Linked DNA regions of Mus musculus: all the other regions are linked to region 1. A link is a contact called in public HiChIP or PLAC-seq data. All regions are on one chromosome and are shown on one strand. Each heading gives the region's core, a stretch centred on a gene start, on an enhancer-like site or on the middle of the called end of the contact. The rest is flanking DNA. Distances are from core to core; before and after follow the strand shown. Region 1 holds the start of Pyroxd1 (pyridine nucleotide-disulphide oxidoreductase domain 1). Region 2 has its middle 31 kb from the start of Slco1a6. Region 3 has its middle 51 kb from the start of Slco1a6.

Region 1 (2,750 bases), core at 115-2,614:
TGTTTTTTTTTTATGTTCTAAAGTAAAACAGCAAATGGTGAATGGATACAGTTTGAATATTAGTTAATATTTCTATTTATGTTGATGAGTAACATGTCCAACAGAAGTTCTAACTATGATAAACAAATGAATCAGGTGTGTTTACATGTGGGTATTACAAATAGAACTATTTTACTGAGATCACCAACCACTGAAGTCACCAGAAATAGTAGCTGGGGTCGTGTCAAGGAGCTTACGACTTTGGTGTAGTTGGGATGAAGTAAAGCAGGGTAGGTTTAAACTCATAAGATGTTTTTGGGCTACATAGAGGCAACTCCTTTCTCCATTTTACAGTTATTAAAGTTATTGATGAGGAGCGGCAGCTTATTGAGGGAAAGGAGTTGCAAAAAGCTGACGTTGTGTGTGCTAAGAAAAGAAAGAAAGCAGCGGTGTCATTCAAAGCTGAGGAGCAAATGGTCTCCTGTAAAACGATGAAGCAGTGTATATCTATAATGAGATATAGAGTCCCTGTTACCCAGATTGGCCATCCTCAGAGTTTAAAGAATTAAAGAGGCATCAATAAATACCAGTGTTAGACAGAGACGATTAAAAAAGGCCTTAATATTAAAATCAAACCGCCAAGCGAGACAATCCACAAGGGCACAAAGATTAACAGCAAGGTAAGAGAGGATACTGCAGAGGAAAGAGGTGAAAACAACTCAGCCATTTCTGAACGCCATTCCTCAGGCAAATGAACACTAGGAAACTATAACTGTTAAGAAATGCTATGTTTTTGCACCTGTACATTTTTACTGAGCTCAGAATTGGAAGTTAGAGGCTAACTTCTTCAACTATTCAACAGTATTTGATTGTCATAAAGATGTCATAAAGAATGAGTTTTCAAAGGCCGGGCATGGTGGCGCACGCCTTTAATCCCAGGACTCGGGAGGCAGAGGCAGGCGGATTTCTGAGTTCGAGGCCAGCCTGGTCTACAAAGTGAGTTCCAGGACAGCCAGGGCTATACAGAGAAACCCTGTCTCGCAAAAAACAAAAACAAAAACAAAAAGAATGAGTTTTCACAATATCCCATTGCTATGTGAAGGGCAGCAATCGAGACTATTCCAGAGGATTCGAGTTCTTCCCCTACAGAATAAGAAGAGGCTCGCATGAAAGTCCCCTAAGGCAGGGGCAACCAGAGTTCAAGATGTGGGCGTGGTAACAGCCGGAAAGTCTGCCTCCAGATTTTCAAACGCAAAACACGTGGGAAATACTCATACGGACTAAGTGTGAGCTTCCGGGCACCCGTAGTCCAATGTCAATGGCCCGAGCGCCGGAAGTGATTTGTGGGCAGCGTCTCTTCCGGGTAGAAAATAGCTGGAACTTTCACCAGTGTTCAGTCTGCCGCCAGCCCCCGGGGAACTATGGAGGCCCCGCGACCGGCAGGGACATTCGTGGTGGTAGGAGGTGGCATCGCTGGCGTCACGTGTGCCGAGCAGGTTCGTGGGCGCGTGCTCCGCCCCTTCTGGACCCTGTTGTCGTGGTTACGGGAGATTGCGGCGGGCGGCACCGCTTCGCGGGTCGCTCTTCCGGCTTTTCCCCACGCCCACTCGGCGGCGCCGCTGGTGGGGAGGCTGCGCAGAGCCCCGTTGTAGCGTTTGGGGCCAGGAGTAGACAGTGCCTAATTAGCTAGGAATCCAAAATCGAACCAGACTCCGGGTGGAATAGTGTGCCAGTGGGCAGGAGACCTTGGCGTTTGGACAGAAAATTCTCCCACTTTTCAGATTTCCTTCACACATGAAATTTAGTTTCTTGATAAGTGCCACGACGTTAATAAATAATTTCAACGTTACCTTGAACTCCAAAGATAAAATTTCATGTCTAGCAGAAGTTTGGGGCAAAGGACTACAGATGAGGAAATTCTAATCATGATAAACAAATGAATCAGATGTGTTTACATGTGCGTATTACAGAAAAGAACTATTTTGTTGCGATCACCAACCGCTGAAGTCACCAGAAATAGTAGCAGGAAGTGTTTTTTGAGTTGTTAAACTTGGGTGGTGCAGCTCCTGTTTATCCATCAAAGAGTTCATATTCCAAGTCACGTCATCACTGTGTTACCTTAATCTTAGGAGTTACTGGTAGGAGTGAATTAAGGTAAGGGGTAATTAACTTCTCTTAATGTGTAAAGATTACCAAATAGAGAAGAAAAACATACTCCACAGTGTAGCCTTCATGGGAAGAAAGCATGACTTAAATTGCAAGCAGAGAAGCTGATAAGAGACAGAAGCAAGGAAGACTGCCAGAGTTCAGACCACATAGGTTGATACGACTTGCTGTGTTTAATGAAAGTCTGCAAATAGATGGTTTCGAGTTAGGGGTGAAAGCTTTGTAAATTTGATTAGCTACAGTGTGTGTGTTAAGGGCAAATGGTCGACAGCTGTGTGAAGCAGGAAGCTAACCTGTAGATAGTTCTCAGGAGTATTAAGTTTTGAGAACTTGATCCAACAAGAAATGTACAAGATAGATTACAGAATATGAAGAGGAAACAAAGGCAGAGAGTGGTCAGATATAGGACATTCAAATAGGTTGAGTCACAGGACTGTTGTATGGCCTGAGGGCGTGGGGTTGAGGGTGCTGAGCTTCGTGGGACATGAGCAGGGACATGGGACAGGCAGTGGAACAGAATCCAAGATGAGCAAACGACCACCCCCCTCCGGAGTGTAGGGAAAAGGTAGAAATCGTGAAACTGCTGCATGTTAAGTCTTTGTGTT
Region 2 (2,750 bases), core at 89-2,588, 150 kb before region 1:
CATGTGGGTTTAAACACATCATTTAAGACAGTGAGAGTAAGACTGAATCAAGAGGGAGTATTTTCTGGTTCTAAATAGGGCAAGGGGAAGGAGCGCTACCCAGTCTGCCCCAGTCTCCATGGTCAATTTTGTCAAGGGTTCTTTAAGGGTTCTATTTATTTTTTCTACCTGTCCTGTACTCTGAGATCTGTATACACAATGTAATTTTCATTCGACCTCTAAATACTTGGCCACGCCCCGACTTACCTAGGCAACAAAGGCAGGGCCATTATCTGATCCTATTGCTTTTGGCACTCCAAACCTTGGGAAAAAAATGTCTTCAATAATCTTCTTGACAACCATCTGAGTAGTCTCATTTTTACAGGAAAAAGCTTCTACCCATCTCGAGAATGTACCCACAAAAGCCAGAAGGTATTTATACCCATATTTTCCTCCGTAAATCTACCTGCCAGTAGACGCCAGGTAGGTCTCCCCGGTACCTCTTCCCTAGATCCACCGTGGTGGGGCAGACATTGACTTTTTGGCAGGGAACACACTTGTGTACCTCCTGCTCCACAAGGTGTTTTAACCCTGGTACATGGTACTTAGTCTGGTGGTGCTTCCTTACCCATAGATGAGTCCACCGGTGCATCTGTTTGATCATAGCCTCTGCTTTTCTTTGTGGCAGGATTTTCTTTCCCCCCGGAGGTGTGCCACAGTCTCATCTTTTTGTTGAACTGGTGATGTAATCTTTGGAAATGAGGGCTAAGTCTTCCCCTATGTAGGTAACCTGGGTCTCTGTTGCCAGGAGCACCAGCAGAGCCATGGCTGTAACCACTCATAACTCTCAGTATGTCGTGTTGTTCCCTTGCTATCACAGTATACCTCTTCCAGTGACTAGGACAGTGGATGATGTTTACCTTGGCAGGGTCATGGAGGCCCTTAGTAGAGCCAGTATTTGCTCTTTGTTTTTAATTTCTTTTCCTCTCAATGTCAATAGACTCCTCTGTTAATATATGGTCCCATGGACGTGAGCAGTGGCAAAAGCATACCTGCTATCTGTGTAGATGTTGAGTCTTTTTCCTTTTCTTAATTCTGAGGCCTTAGTGTGGGCATCAATTTTGCCTTTTGAGCCAACGTGTCCTCTGGTAGGGCCTGTGTTTAGGTAACTTGGTGTCTGTTTACCACAGTTGTTTCCTTCTGTGAACCAGGTAACATCAGTGCACTTTAGTGGCTGGCCTGTCAGATCTTCATGCCTCTCATGTGCCTCTGCAAGAACTTGCTGACAGTCTGGATCTGGGAGCAGGTTAGCTGAGTTCAGACTTGCTGGGGGGTAAAAGTGACTGTTGGAGTTGAGCAACAGATTCTGGTAATGTGTCATGAGAGCATTAGTCAGCCATCAATCAGGGGGCTGAACCATACTTTCTAAGGTGTGAGGCACTGAGATCACCAAGTTTTGTCCCAGAGTCAATTTATCTGCATCCTTGACTAGCAAGCCACAGCTGCCACCATGTGTAGGCAAGCAGGCCATCCTACAGCTACAGAGTCTAATTTCTTAGATAAGTATGCCACAGGTCTTTTCCAGGGCCCCAATCTCTGAGTAAGAACCCCTTTGTCAATATCTTTGTTCTCAGTAATGAACAGGTGGTAGGGCTTAGTGTCATTCGGAGGCCCAAAGCTGGAGCCAACATTAGGGCAGTCTCAATGGTGTCAAATGCTTGTTGTTCTTTATTTCCCAATGCAAAGGACTGTTTATCCCTTGTGAGGGGATAAGGCAGTGCTGCTAATTCAGCAAAACCTGGAATCCACAATCTATAAAAGACCTTAGTGCCCAGGAACTCTCTAACTTGACTTCAACTGGTCGGTGGGGGAATATGAAACACATTCTCTTTTCTAGCTTTAGAGGGCCACCATTGTCCCCTTCTTCTTTTCTTCTTCTTCTTCTTCTTCTTCTTCTTCTTCTTCTTCTTCTTCTTCTTCTTCTTCTTCTTCTTCTTCTTCATCATCTTCTCCTCCTCCTCCTCCTCCTTCTCCTTCTTCTTCCTCTTCTTCCTCTTCCTCTTCTTCTTTCTTCTTCTTTCTTCTTTCTTCTTCCTCCTCCTCCTCCTCCTTCTTCTTTACCCAGTATCCTTTCTCTTTACAGTAAACACAATGATCTTTATCCAAAGGCTCTCTTCTATTGTCAGGTACTATCTTACTAGATTCTTGCAGGTCTCTAGCTTCCCTGAATACTGTGGCCAGTATTTTATGCAAGTTTCTCTCATCTCATCCTTTTTTAATTCCCTGGCTTCCTGTTCCTTAAGTGCTAGCATTATCAGCATGTGCCACCTTCCCAGGCTCTAGTCTTTCTTATTTACCTCTCTTTGCACATGTCTTCCTGATTGTAATGAAGATCTCATATAATGTTCTCTCTCTCCATATATATATATGGAGAGAGAGAGAGAGAGAGAGAGAGAGAGAGAGAGAGAGAGAGAGAGTATACATACATACATACAACTTTTTGTTCCTCCGTTTTTTGTCTTTGCTTCTTTTGGATGTTATCCAATTGTCAAGTCCCCATCTCGTCACTCATCCTCTCCCATAGTTTGCCTCTGCCCTGGTTTATCCTTCTGTATTACTGCACATCTCTGAATCTGACTCTGGTCTCTGTCTTTGTCAGCCTGTCCCTGTTTCTCACCACTTGTGCTTTGTCTTTATGCCCATCTTGTTTCCTATTTCTATATAGCAACCCTTCCTTTTGCCTGTCTCTCCTATCTCAGACCTCTATCTAA
Region 3 (2,750 bases), core at 176-2,675, 130 kb before region 1:
GGGTGCCTATCATCTCATAGCTCTTGTACAGTAAAAGGATAAACTAATATTGGTTTTTGTGGTGATTGGCATATGCTTTGCCCAAGGTAAGTGGCACTACCAGGAGGTATGGCCTTGTTAGGATAGGAGTGGCTCTGTTGGAGAAAGTGTGTCATGTGTAAGGCAGGCTTTGAGAGCTCCTAGCTCAAGCTCCCCAAACTGTAGAAGTGAACCTCCTCCTGCAGAACATTCTCCTTCTGACAACCTTCAGATCAAGACTTAGAACTCTCTACTCTTCCAGCACCATGTGTGCCTGTACACTGCCATGCTTCCCACCATGATGATAATAGACTGAACCTCTGAAACTGTATACCATCCTCAATTAAATGTTTTCCTTTATAAGAGTGACCTTGGTCATGGTTTCTCTTCAGAGCAATAAAACCCTAACTAAGACAAAAGTTAGTACCAGAGACTAAGAGAGTGCCATAGTAGGCCTGACTGTTTTTGACTAGAGAAATGAGGATTTTGGAACTTTGGATTTGGAAAGCAGTGGAATGTTTTAAGTGGGGCTTAATGGGCCACCCTAGTAAGAGCATGGAAAAGTGGTGCTGAGGGGACCTTGGTTCAAGAGGTTTCAGAGAAGAAGAAGTTTAGTATGAGGCCTAGAGACTGTTCTTGTGATATTTCGGTGAGGAATATGGCTGCCTTTTCCCCTCCTCTGAAGAGTCTACCTAAGGTTAATGTGAAGAGATTCAGATCAATTGTATTGACAAAGGAAGTCTCATATTTTCAAATCATCTAAGTTTAAACTCTGTCCTGTGCTTTACTCTTATAAGGAGCATTTTAATCAAGTGAAACAAGCTTAGAAAAAAAAATACAAAATGTATGTTCAAGTATTAAAGGAGCACCAGGAAGTGCAATGAAGCTAAATCCTGTGTTCATGAACACTAAATGGACTTAAAGAAGTGAAGACCTAGGGACAAGATCCCACCCAGTTAAGCTTACTGTGTATGTGTTTGCGATAGTTATATCATGATAGGTTTTATGATTTCCTGGTTATCAGTTTCATTTGTACTTTGGAAATGAACTACAATTCAGAAATAGAAGGCACACGTGTGATCCAGATCTTAAGGCTGGAAGACCAGGGTTTTTTATCTTAATATTGAGGCATAACTGCCATAAAAACCTGAGGGACGGGCATGGCGACACATGCCTTTAAACACAATAGACAGAAAAAAGCAGATCTCTGAGTTTAGGGCTAGCCTAATACTGAGCAATCCCCAAGTAGAGAAAAAGTTAGATCAAGGCATGGATGATCACACCTTTAATCCCAGCATTCAGAAGACAGAGGCATGCAGATCTTTGAGTTCAAGGTCAGTTTACAGAGTAAATTTCAGAACAGCCAAGCTTGGGCAGTGAAGGAGTTGATGATGTAATAGAACAAGGGAGCCTTGTTCCAGCAAGCAGCAGAACTTGGCAAATTCTGCCAAGTGGCTCTGGCTTTAGAGTCATGAGTAAAAGAATAAACCCTTTTCTTCCCAACTTGCTTCTTGGTCATGATGTTTTGTGTAGGAATAGAAACCCTGACTAAGACACATATGAAGTTGAGAATTGTTCCTTCAAGATCTGCAAATAATTGTGTTGAAATTTTGATGGGAATAGAATTGAATCCATAAATTGAGAGATCTTTCCATATTTAAAACAAACAAACAAACAACTTTTATTTATTTATTTGCTTATTTACTTATTTGTTTATTTACTTATTTATTTACACTCCATATTTTATTCCCCTCCCGGTCTATTCTCCAACTGTTCCACGTCCCATACTTCCTCCCCGCTCCCCTGTCTCCTCGAGGATGTCCCCACCCATCAACCCCCACCCCACCAGACATTTAAAGTCCTGGGGTTTCCTGAGGGTTAAGTGCATCTTCTCAGACTGAACCCAGACCCAGCAGTCCTTTGCTGTAAATGTGTTGGGGGCCTCATATCAGCTGGTATATGCTGCCTGGTTGGTGGTCCAGTGTTTGAGAGATCTCGGGAATCCAGGTTAATTGAGACTGCTAGTCCTTCTATAAAGTCGCCCTCCTCCTCAGCTTCTTCCAGCTTTTTCCTAATTGAACCACAGGGGTCAGAAGCTTCTGTTCATTGGTTGGGTTCAAATGTCTTCATCTGACTCTTACAGGTGCTTGTTGGGTCTTTTGGAAGACAGTCATAATAGGTCACTTTTTCTGTGTACTCCATAGCCTCAGTAATAGTGTCAGGCTTTGGGACCTCCCCTTAAGCTAGATCCCACTTTGGGCCTGTCACAATGATCTTGTCCTCAGGTTCCTCACCATTTCCATCCCTGCAGTTCTTTCAGATGGGAACAATTATGGGTCAGAGTTTTGACTGTGGGATGGCAACCCCATCCTTCACTTGATGCCCTGCCTTTCTGCTGGAGGTGGGCTCTATAAGATCCCTCTCCCCACAATATGGCATTTCATCAAAAGTCCCCCCTTTGAGTACTGAGAGTCCCTCACCTCCCAGATCTCTGCTATACTCTATTTTCCCCCAACCTCTGGAGATTACCTGTTTCCATTCTTTCTGCTGGTCCTCAGGGCTTCAGTCCTTTTCCCTCACCCAATACCAGATCAGTTTCCTCTCTTCTTCCCCCAACCCCATCAACTTTCCCTCTCAGGTCCCTCTCTCCCTCCCACCTTGTGATTGCTTTCTTCTCCCTCCCAATTGGGCCCTAAAGCTTGTTGACCTTTTTGAGTTCTGTGGATTGTATC

What was found. HiChIP or PLAC-seq counts read pairs in DNA pulled down with a chosen protein or histone mark.
Region 2: an H3K27ac HiChIP or PLAC-seq map of the NIH/3T3 cell line shows a contact between it and region 1, with 6 times the contacts expected there. The contact joins the enhancer-like site here to the promoter of Pyroxd1 in region 1. A contact is called at or near these places in 1 of 39 promoter capture datasets (the 3T3-L1 cell line), 1 of 15 datasets of contacts at CTCF or cohesin (the G1E-ER4 cell line), 15 of 484 Hi-C or Micro-C datasets (the AML12 cell line, the G1E-ER4 cell line, the NIH/3T3 cell line and 9 more), 2 of 115 datasets of contacts at active chromatin or transcription factors (the NIH/3T3 cell line and kidney) and 1 of 9 other capture datasets (pancreatic islet).
Region 3: a contact with region 1 is called in an H3K27ac HiChIP or PLAC-seq map of neural progenitor cells, with 13 times the contacts expected there. The contact joins the enhancer-like site here to the promoter of Pyroxd1 in region 1. A contact is called at or near these places in 2 of 115 datasets of contacts at active chromatin or transcription factors (neural progenitor cells and pancreatic cancer cells) and 1 of 9 other capture datasets (pancreatic islet).

Annotation. Positions count from the first base shown.
Region 1 is chr6:142,344,333-142,347,082 of GRCm38.p6, forward strand. Pyroxd1 (pyridine nucleotide-disulphide oxidoreductase domain 1) reads left to right here and starts at 1,365. Exons shown (of 12, transcript NM_183165.3): 1 at 1,365-1,475. The coding sequence starts at 1,401.
Region 2 is chr6:142,190,868-142,193,617 of GRCm38.p6, forward strand. No RefSeq gene overlaps it. Among named protein-coding and RNA genes, the nearest start is that of Slco1a6, 31 kb to the left of the region's middle. Within about 2 kb of position 1,339, at least 21 of the 459 cell types and tissues checked have an H3K27ac peak or open chromatin away from gene starts, as enhancers often do. A contact at or near this core is called in the AML12 cell line, the NIH/3T3 cell line and pancreatic islet, where this site is marked.
Region 3 is chr6:142,210,561-142,213,310 of GRCm38.p6, forward strand. No RefSeq gene overlaps it. Among named protein-coding and RNA genes, the nearest start is that of Slco1a6, 51 kb to the left of the region's middle. Within about 2 kb of position 1,426, at least 15 of the 459 cell types and tissues checked have an H3K27ac peak or open chromatin away from gene starts, as enhancers often do. A contact at or near this core is called in neural progenitor cells, where this site is marked.